Linked DNA regions of Mus musculus: all the other regions are linked to region 2. Evidence: chromatin contacts called from public HiChIP or PLAC-seq and capture Hi-C data. All regions are on one chromosome and are shown on one strand. The core of a region is the stretch at or near the end of the contact, and the rest is flanking DNA. Distances in the headings are between cores, read along the strand shown. Region 1 holds the start of Lmod3 (leiomodin 3 (fetal)). Region 2 has its middle 12 kb from the start of Gm24565. Region 3 overlaps Arl6ip5 (ADP-ribosylation factor-like 6 interacting protein 5).

Evidence for each region. HiChIP or PLAC-seq counts read pairs in DNA pulled down with a chosen protein or histone mark. Capture Hi-C pulls out chosen DNA fragments and counts their contacts.
Region 1: a contact with region 2 is called in an H3K27ac HiChIP or PLAC-seq map of embryonic stem cells, with 5 times the contacts expected there. The contact joins the promoter of Lmod3 here to the enhancer-like site in region 2. A contact is called at or near these places in 10 of 39 promoter capture datasets (the 3T3-L1 cell line, 3T3-L1-derived adipocytes, the C10 cell line and 5 more), 1 of 484 Hi-C or Micro-C datasets (embryonic fibroblasts), 2 of 115 datasets of contacts at active chromatin or transcription factors (both in embryonic stem cells) and 3 of 9 other capture datasets (adipose tissue, embryonic stem cells and pancreatic islet).
Region 3: a contact with region 2 is called in a capture Hi-C map of embryonic stem cells, with 2.5 times the contacts expected there. The contact joins two enhancer-like sites. A contact is called at or near these places in 2 of 39 promoter capture datasets (cranial neural crest and hippocampal neurons), 8 of 115 datasets of contacts at active chromatin or transcription factors (astrocytes, bone marrow-derived macrophages, embryonic forebrain and 5 more) and 1 of 9 other capture datasets (embryonic stem cells).

Annotation. Positions count from the first base shown.
Region 1 is chr6:97,251,057-97,254,317 of GRCm38.p6, reverse strand. Lmod3 (leiomodin 3 (fetal)) reads left to right here and starts at 1,561. Exons shown (of 3, transcript NM_001081157.2): 1 at 1,561-2,040. The coding sequence starts at 1,747. Gm32191 (a long non-coding RNA gene) reads right to left here and starts at 1,414. Exons shown (of 4, transcript XR_869294.2): 1 at 1,208-1,414.
Region 2 is chr6:97,717,174-97,720,145 of GRCm38.p6, reverse strand. No RefSeq gene overlaps it. Among named protein-coding and RNA genes, the nearest start is that of Gm24565, 12 kb to the left of the region's middle. Within about 2 kb of position 1,410, at least 17 of the 459 cell types and tissues checked have an H3K27ac peak or open chromatin away from gene starts, as enhancers often do. A contact at or near this core is called in embryonic stem cells and trophoblast stem cells, where this site is marked.
Region 3 is chr6:97,215,400-97,218,697 of GRCm38.p6, reverse strand. The region is part of intron 1 of Arl6ip5 (ADP-ribosylation factor-like 6 interacting protein 5); the gene reads right to left. Among named protein-coding and RNA genes, the nearest start is that of Gm52868, 4.7 kb to the left of the region's middle. Within about 2 kb of position 1,372, at least 26 of the 459 cell types and tissues checked have an H3K27ac peak or open chromatin away from gene starts, as enhancers often do. A contact at or near this core is called in embryonic stem cells, where this site is marked.

The sequences.
Region 1 (3,261 bases), core at 312-2,811, 470 kb after region 2:
GTTGATCCAGAGTTCCTATTTCTAAAGAAATGACTGAGACAAGCCAAAGCATTCATTGCAATTGCTCTCAACAGGGAAATAAGGTGAAAAATTCACACTCTCTCTTGTTCTGTATCTTATGTTCCTGTTTGTACAAAAATATCTAAATTTCTGAGTAAAGAGTTGCAAAACTCAGAATTTGACAATAGTTAGCCTATGGTGACACACGCCTTTAATTCCAGCACTTGGGAGGCAGAAGCAGGCAGATCTCTGGGTTCAAGTCCAGCCTGGTCTACAGAGTGAGTTCCAGGACAGCCAGGACTACACAGAAGGACTCTTGTCTCTGGAAAAAAATATAAAAATATAATATATATGAAATATATAAATATATAATGGTGAAGCCTTTCTCCAGCCCAGCCCTCTAGACACCTATACCCCTCCCTAAAATCACGTGAAATGTTTGGTTTCTTATTTATTATTCAATAATCTATCTCACTGATATTTTTATATTTATCTATTTGGGTTGTGTTGGAGACAGGGTCTCTCTATGTAGCCCTTTTTGTCCTGGAACTTGCTATGTAAACCAGGCTGAGCTTGAACTCACAGAGATCTGCCTGCCTCTGCCTCCTGAGTACAAGTACAAAGAGACTAAAGGCATCCAGAACCTGGCCTGGCTCTTATTTTTATTTATGTACATTTGTTTAACTTACTGTCTCAAGACTATCCTGTCATGCACACTGTTTTAGAGTTTTGTGTAGCCAGCTAATGTATACAATTGTGCTTTCACCTTGGTGGGAGTGTATCTGAGGTATATACCTCAAAAGGTAGGGTTGTTGGATCAACATAAATGTATGTTAGCAATTTGAAAAAAATTAGTGTCCCTCCCCCACAGTTTACAAAGAAACTCTTTTCATGTCCCTTTTCTCCCAGTATTTCAACAGTATGATTACAAACATTCTCTTCAGAGCCATCTTAATTTAGCTAGGTTTGATAAACACTTACTAAAGACATAAATGGTTTTAAACCCCTTACATGGCCCCTCTCCCTTACATGGAAATTCAGGGCCTTGTTATCCCCATCTGTCAGGTCACAGGATCTAGGTGCAGATAAGAGCAGCTTGCACCGGTTCACTTACACAGGGGTGAATACCATAGCAAGACCTGAGCTGTTCCCTTCAGAGGCACGGCTTCCAGAGCCTGCTGGAAAGATCAGGCAAAGCCCAGCTCACCGGCCACCTTCAGGGGACGACGCTTCTATTCCAGGAGAAACTGCATTTGCTGGCTGGATTTTCATTCTGATGTTTTGTGAGTTGTTTAGATAAGCAGCAGCAGGCTCCCCGGGAGATCTAGAGCATGGGGTGTGGGCTCCCTGGGGTGGGAGGGCTTTAGAAAAGAATGCGTTTATTCCTGCAGAGATTCCATAGCCCGGCTACTCGCTGTCTAGCCCAGCAGCTGTACTGAAATGTCAGATGGATTTGTCCAGATGACTCAAGTTGCCAAAAAGGGACTCATGTAGTAGTTCCACAACTTGACTCTGCCCAGAAAACCTTGCTTAATATAGATCCCACATGAGCTGAGCTATAGTCACTCCCAGCAGCTCAACCAACACCATTGAGTGAGAAAATCTCTCAAGGGTGGGTTGGCCTAAGATATTTGTTAATTAGAAGACACTGAGGTGTTTGCATACTGATTCCTTCTTTAAAATATATCATATTGGATTATTTCTTCTTTTCTGGTGATCTAGAAACAGATAGAAAAAAAGTAAACTATGTCGGGGCACAGCAGGAATTCGGAGCAAGAAGACACCCTTAGTGAGGAGCTCGATGAAGACGAACTCCTAGCCAACTTATCCCCTGAAGAGCTGAAGGAACTGCAGTCAGAGATGGAAGTCATGGCCCCTGACCCCCACCTTCCTGTGGGGATGATCCAAAAGGATCAAACAGACAAGGCACCCACAGGAAACTTCAACCATAAGTCTCTCGTTGATTACATGTATTTGCAAAAGGCGTCTAGACGCATGCTGGAAGATGAACGAGTTCCTGTCAGTTTTGTGCAGTCTGAGGTAACCAGGGATCTGTGTGGGACACAAATGGCTGCCGGGACTGGGCTGGCAGGGTAGTGTTTTGCAATTGTGATTTCTCAAGACTGAATGAAATGTGTGATTCTGTTTTGGATTTTGGCACACCTAAATTAAATTATAATATTAAGTTCTAGCCCAGGCTGTAACTTTCTGAAAAAATAGTATAATTGCAAGGTAGTGGGGAGAAGGTGATAACCTCTTGTCAGTGTTTCTCTTTCAACATTGGCACCAGGGTCTCTGTGTGGAGTTGGTGGTCTGTAGCCATGAATGACATGTAATGGTTTAACACAGAAACAGCTCTTCTGTCTTTTTTTTTTTTTTTTTGGCTTCTCCTTTTGAGAAGCTTGTCCAAATTCTACTCCACATTTCTCCAGACTACTTATGCACATACGATATTTTACATATAATGTCAAAGATTCCCCACTTCTGAAGAAATCTGGCCATACACTAAGCCAAACCCAAGACTGAAAACGTGGGCACACTGTATGTGCATTGGGCATCAGTGATGACACCTGAAAATTGATGTCTAAGAAGGAATCTTCAAGAGAGTCCTCTCTTGAGATACTTATCTAAAAACTAGAGCTGGCATGAGTTTTGTATAAAGCACAGTTAAAATTTAATTACATTTTTTTATTATTAGGTGTGTGTGTGTGTGTGTGTGTGTGTGTGTAAGTGTGTGAGTGTGTGTGTAGGTCAAGCGAGGTGGCAGGTACCTTTACCTGATAAGCCGTCTTGATGGTTCTAAAGGACAAATTTTAATGTTGCACTTAAAAATGATTGAGAAGAAAGAAGACAGATTTCTTATGTATGGTTTCTTTGGGGCCACCTGCTAGACACAGGTGCATGTTGTCACATTGGTGTGATAGAAGACAGTAGTGAGCATTAAGCAGAAACTGAAGTCCAGGAAATAAATTTCAGGCTTGATCAGACCAGAGCTTATCGTGTCCTTTGCAGACCTCTTACAATTGCACTTCTGTGAGTTCGAAGACAATTCCATACAAAGACCAGTTTTAGGAGGACTACAGACAAAAACCAATGCTTTTGTTTCCTCGTGTGCATTAAACAGCTTGATAATTGGCTCCCCCTGCTGGAGCAGATGAGACATGGGGTGTTTTAGGAGGTAGTTTAAGGACAATGTTGTCAACTGTCATGTATCACCAGCGTTGAGTTCTTGCTCAGAACACTGCATGTCAGACTTCTCCA
Region 2 (2,972 bases), core at 161-2,660:
GTTTAAAGAAAGAATATATGAAGTTGGGAAAGAAAAGTAGGATGTGTGTAGGAGGAGTTGGGGGAGGGAAGACAGTGCAGATTTGATCAAGACATATATATATATATATATATATATATATATATATATATATATATGACACTCTCAAACAATAATTTTTTAAATCTTTAAATAGGCACTGTTTTCTTAGCCTTTAGCATTCTCAGAAGATACTTTGACTAAAATATAAGGCTTTAAGAACAGAGGAGATAGCTCATCTGGTAAAGTGCTTGCAATTTCAACCACAAAGACTTGAGTATAAGCCTCAGAACCTATGTGCCAAAAGCCAGGTGCAGTGGCACTGCCTGGTAATCCCAGGTCTGGTCACTCAGAGATAGCCAGATCTGTGGGGCTCACTGAGCAACCAGCCCAGCCTGCTTGGCAAGCTCCAGGCCAGTTACAGATCCCCGAACAAAACAAAACAAGACAAAATAAAACAAAACAAAACAAGTGAATAGTACTTGAGGAGGGACATTCAAGGTTATCCTTTGTTCTGCTGATTTTCACATGCTGCGCACCCACATAAATATGCACATACATGAACATGTACATATGTGTTATTAAAATGTGAGGCTTCAGGATCCAGCAGTCCTTAATACCACCTCTGACATAAGTATAGTAGCAGCCACACAGTAAAGATTCAATAGAGTCCCGATGATGATGATGATGAGGAGGAGGAGGAGGAGGAAGAGGAGGAGAAACATGGATGTTACTGAAAAGGAGCACGATGACAAGAAAATACCTCCTCTGCTGCTTTCATAAAACAACCAAAATTATTTTTTATTATTTCCAGTGCATTTTATTACAGACAAGAACTTGGAAGCTGGGATAATATTTGTATTACCTTCTATCTAGGTACTTAACAACTTGTGATAGGTTTGTTCCATAAATTTTACTGAATGAAAAGAGTTAATCAACAGATGATTTGATAGTAGAAAAAGTAATGACTTCACATGCCCACAGCTCTGGCTCTGGGATTAGCCAAATGCGTTTTTATATCTGGACTCACCCATTTACTTGTCTTCTCCTTGTAAAGTTGAAATGGGGATGGACTCTACCCAAGGGCCAGGAGACTTGAGTGATAAAATGTATATAAAGAACTCAGTGCTGTACCTGAATTAGTGTTCAATAAAAGTTAGTTACACAGCCCTAAAAGCCACCATTTGACCCAAACTGACAGGAAAAATGCCTAGCGGGATTCACTAGCTCACTGGCACCGTTGCCAAGTTCTCCTACACAGTCAACAAGCTCTCCCAGCTTGAAAGCTCATGAATGTTCAGAAAGCCTAGCCATTCTCTCCTTCCATCAAGACAGCGAAAGTAAACGTGAGGCTCAATGGCTTTCCTGAGGTGCCTGTATCCCAGCTCAGTCATTGTGTCTGGATTCACCATTACAATAAAACATGCAAATGGATGCTCTGTTGATTCTTATCCCTCCGCTAAAGGCCAGACATTTTCAATTTGGCTTCATTTGCATCCATTTAGATAATGGTGGTACCAACAGATCTTCCCTGTTCCCCTCTGCCTTTTGTTCTAGAATCCAGCCTGGAGGTGCTTTTTAGAGACCACATTGATAGATTAATTCTATCCTAACTGTTGCCCTGGAGTCCCTGGGGAAACCAGAGCACATATTAACTTTTGCCTGTGGTACTGTGCAAACACCAGATTGGGAAACAGTAAGTAACTCGCTCTGGCTGCAAATGTAAGGGAAATTTATGAAGCTGGGAAGGAAAAGCCACAAGGAGCAGGGCTGTGATGTAGCTTCCAATTTCAAACAACAAGCTATCCACAAATTAAGGTCACTTCCTCTGGTTGGAGGTATGACTCAACAGGAAGAGAGAAGAATCTCCTCATTTGTTACCACCCACACTCCCTGGTCGTTTGATAATTCCACAGGGGACATGGGAGTGAACAGGGTAAACTCTTGCCTTGCTGGGCTCTGCAAGCTATGTAAGCCCAGAAGTCCTTTGCAGCTCCGCTCTTTGTTTTTGCTTCGTTTGTTTTTGCTTTAACCATGTCACAGAAAAATGATAAGTTTTAGCTTTTTGAGGAGACTGGATTATACTAGAGATTTGAAACTGATATCACAAAACTGATGGCAAAACTGACGGGTGCTACTCACAGCAATGTTCGCTCAAGCATGCATACATAGGTGCTATAGGAGTTCCATGCCTTTTTGATGCAAAATTCATTGGAGTCCCATTTATTCAAGAGAAACTTAAATTTATTTCTAAGACCGAGTCTCTGTCTGCCATTCACTCATGTACTGTGTTCAAGCGCTATTTGAGGTCTTGGGACTCCAAAACTACAGGAAGCAATTGCCTTGACTTAGGCTGGTTTTGTATTTGGATGTTTAAAGATCTTGCTTCATTTTCTTGGTGGCTGATAACTGCTTTTAGACACAGTAAAGTATACTAAAGATATGGAAGAAAAAACATTGCTAAATCTGGCTCAGGGAGTCAGGGGTGGTGTGACAGAGGAAGTGACATTTGAGCATTATGTTCACGATGTGTGTATACAGTATCTATTTTTATTGGGGGCACTCTTGCCTGTGTTTATTGGTAGCCTATTTGAGGAATCAGCCTAGTTGTCTGTCAACAGATGAATAGATAATGGATATGTGGTGTATATGACAATGGAATTTGATTCAGCCATAAAGAAGAATGAAACTGTATTGCTTACAAGAAAAATAGATACAGCTTGAGATCCTCACGTTAATTAGAATAAGCCAGACTCAGAAAAAGATCACTGTTCTCTTTCTTGCAGATCTTAGATCCTATATAGACACATCAAATCACATAGAGATGTCATGAAAGAAGAAGGAGGTGAGGAGGAAGGGGATTAGCAGGAGAGGAAAAGGAAGGATAAGAGGACTGGGTATTTCAATATGGTCAAAGTACACGAGAAACTTGAAAGAAGTTATCTTTTTCAAGT
Region 3 (3,298 bases), core at 123-2,622, 500 kb after region 2:
TAAGTCTTCTAAAGATGAATGCTAAAGGATAAAATTCACAGGTCCAGAGGAAAAATCATATAATATAACATAGTATAAAATGATAGAATCCCAACATTGTCCAGAGTTCTGTAGCCCTAAATTGATTCACAACTCCAACTTCTAAGAGGGGAGGCCAGTGGAGAGATAGCAAGCACTAACTGTTCTCTCAGGGGGATCCAGGTTTAGTTCTCAGCACCCATGTGTCAGCTCATGACTGTCTGTAACTCCAGTTCAAGGGGTCTGGCACCCTCACACAGATATACATGCAGGGAAAGAAGGAAGAACGGAAGAAAGGAGGAAGGGAGGAAGGGAGGGGGGAGGGAGAGAGAGAGGGAGGGAGGGAGGGGAAGAGAGAGAGAGAACAATCCAGACTATATACATTTATTTCATTTTACCTAGAAACATTGTAAATCTTTTCCTAGTGAAAGGAAACAGAAATGCCAATTAGTTGACTGAGGCAGGGTGGGAAACTAATTCTTTTAACAAAAAAGAGATGGTGACAGAGAGAAGCCAGGAAGAACAAGAGACATATATGACACCAAGGATATTTTATTTTGCCTACAAGGGATAGAACACAGGGCCTTGTGTATGCAAAGCTTGTTCTCCCTCTGAGCCACATCCTCAGCTCAGATTAAAGATCTTTAGATTAAATATCTGAATGTTGACAGATCTCTTAAAGATCTGCAGTAAAAAAAAACAAACAAAAAACAAAACAAACCAAAAAAAAAAAAAAAAACAAAAAAACCAAAAAACCCTCCAGATCCACCAGAGGAAGACATCCACCTACACCGTGTCTTCCCTGAATGAAGTCTATTTAAAGAAGCAGGATGGGGCAGATGGAGATGAAAACTGGGAGGATTGGGCAGGTGGGGTGTTTATCCTCAGGACTCCAGCTAAGCACCCTGTTTAATATTTGTTCAACTGAAAAGTACTGTCAATTGCGATTGAAATATTATATTATATTATATTATAAAAATGTAATAACCCTCTTACCTGTCCATATAACAGTGTTTCCCCTATTTCTAACACTGGAGACTTTTCTAAGTGTAATTAAGACCTGTAACTATGTAGTTGTCTATTTTTTCTTTCCTTTCCTTCTTCCTTCCTTCCTTCCTTCCTTCCTTCCTTCCTTCCTTTGTTTGTTTCTCCGTGTACCCCTGGCTGTCCTGCCCTGTACACAAGCCTGGCCTTGAACTCAGAGATCTGCCTGCCTTTGTCTCCTGAGTGCTGGAATTAAAGGCGTGTATCACCACCATCTGGCTATAGTTATGCATTTTGTAGGCTTGGTTGGTGTGTATAAAATTACTTCGGACCTTTTTCAGCATGGTCTTACTACCCCTCTGGACCTTAATCTCGATAAAGGAATCACAATGCACTCTTTTCCACCTCCTCCCAACAGCATCTGAAAGGCTGGTGGTGCTTCCCACTCCCATTGAGTGAATGAAGGAAGCGAGCCAAGCAAGAATCCACTGAGAAACCACTGGCACTCACTAATCTTAAAGCATAAACAGACGGCCATTTATTCGATTTGCAAACAACCATGAAAATAATTGTTAGTAGTTTCCATCATTCTTATCATTCATTACACTGGTAGAATATAAAGAGTTAAAAAAAATGACAAATCTGTAAGCGGAACAAAGCTACCAGCATAAACTTACAAACAGGGTCAGTGGACGGGCACTGGGTGAAACAGGTCTGGGCTTGTGGAGGGTTCACTTACCATCTATGAATGGCAATAGACGGTCTACGAAAAAAATTCCAAGAATCGTTTGTCTTACAGTCTACCTTTTAGTATATAAAAACCAACCAACAAACAACAAACCCCTAAGATGATCTGGTTTACCTGATCAAAGCCAGGGCAAAGGACAGTAGCTACAAGGGAACAACCTCAAGGGCTATTTAGAGGCTAGCAGGGGAGGACACAGATGTCGAGTCTTTTCTTCCCACAAATGTTTAAATATATCCCCATGCAGGGCACCCAGGACTTTCTTAGCTCTTTCTTCCCTCACCAACTGGCAACCAGCTCTTTCTCCTTGTAGCATTTAAAAGCACACTGTAAGCATTCTCAATACCAGATACTGACAGCCATATGCCTTGGGCATACACAGAACCATACTTCTTTCGAAGAGAATTACCGTAATACTTCTTTTTTTTTTTTCACATCTATAATTACTAGCCTTCTAGAAATGTCTTACCGTCTTGGCAAGCCAGAAGCATAAAGTAGCAGCTGTTGATCCCACCCTTTTTTTTTTAACACTTTTAGGGGCCAAATGATCAGGACACAGAGTGATTCCTGCCAAGAAAACCTGGGCTCATTCACCCAGCAGCAACAGGACTCTGTGTTAGGGGGGAGGGCAAAATGTGTGCCTGTGCCTTGTAGGCAAGGAGAAGCATTTACAAGTTGCAAATACAGTGGGTGGTTAGTGACTCTGAGGCCACACCAGAAAATACAAAACATGAGCTTTCATATCAGGAAGGAGTAAGATAAGTTAGCATAACAGTAAAATGATGTCATTGTCACATAGTTTAATCTGATTAAGCAGGAACTTTAGCAAATTTGTCATGTGGTTTGATTGAAAAGTTATTTCACCTGCTAGCAATCACGTCGGCTACCATAAGCAGTTTGGGTTCCAATTGGCTGCATGACCTCAAACCTTCATGTTTCCAAAAGTGTGGGTACTCAGCAGGATTCCTAGCTCTCATTTAGACTTGGGGGATACATATAACAGTCGCTTGGAGAGTCAGAAGGGGGAAAGGCAACCGATTCCTGACCTAGCAACAAAACAACACAATCAGAATCTGCAAAAGCGACAATGCCGTATGTCACTGTGCCATTTAATTATGCTATTAGTTCACTGTCAGTGTTTCTCTTGAGTCAGAGTAGACCAAATTTTAATGTAAGGACGAATCCTCCAAGACCCTTGCTAAAATATAAAGCCAAGAGGTCAGCCATGAGCCAGGGAGTCTTCATTTCTGATCAACTCCCAAGTGTGAACCGCTATTGCTCCTTGAATAGATTTTTCCAGTTCATATCTGTAGGCATTCCATCAAGCCCACAGACATCCTCACCCACAGCTAGAGTGGAGAGCAGGCTTAGTACTTAGTACTTAGTACTTCAAGTGTAATTAATCGCTGCCTGTGTTCTTTTTACTTTGGGAAAACAGAACAAAATAGAAACAAAAACAACAGCAAAGCCTGAGGTGGTGGTTTGAATGTCAGAGGTTCCCCTAGTCTCATGTATTGTGATGTTCAGTTAGGGAGCGGACACCTTTGAAAG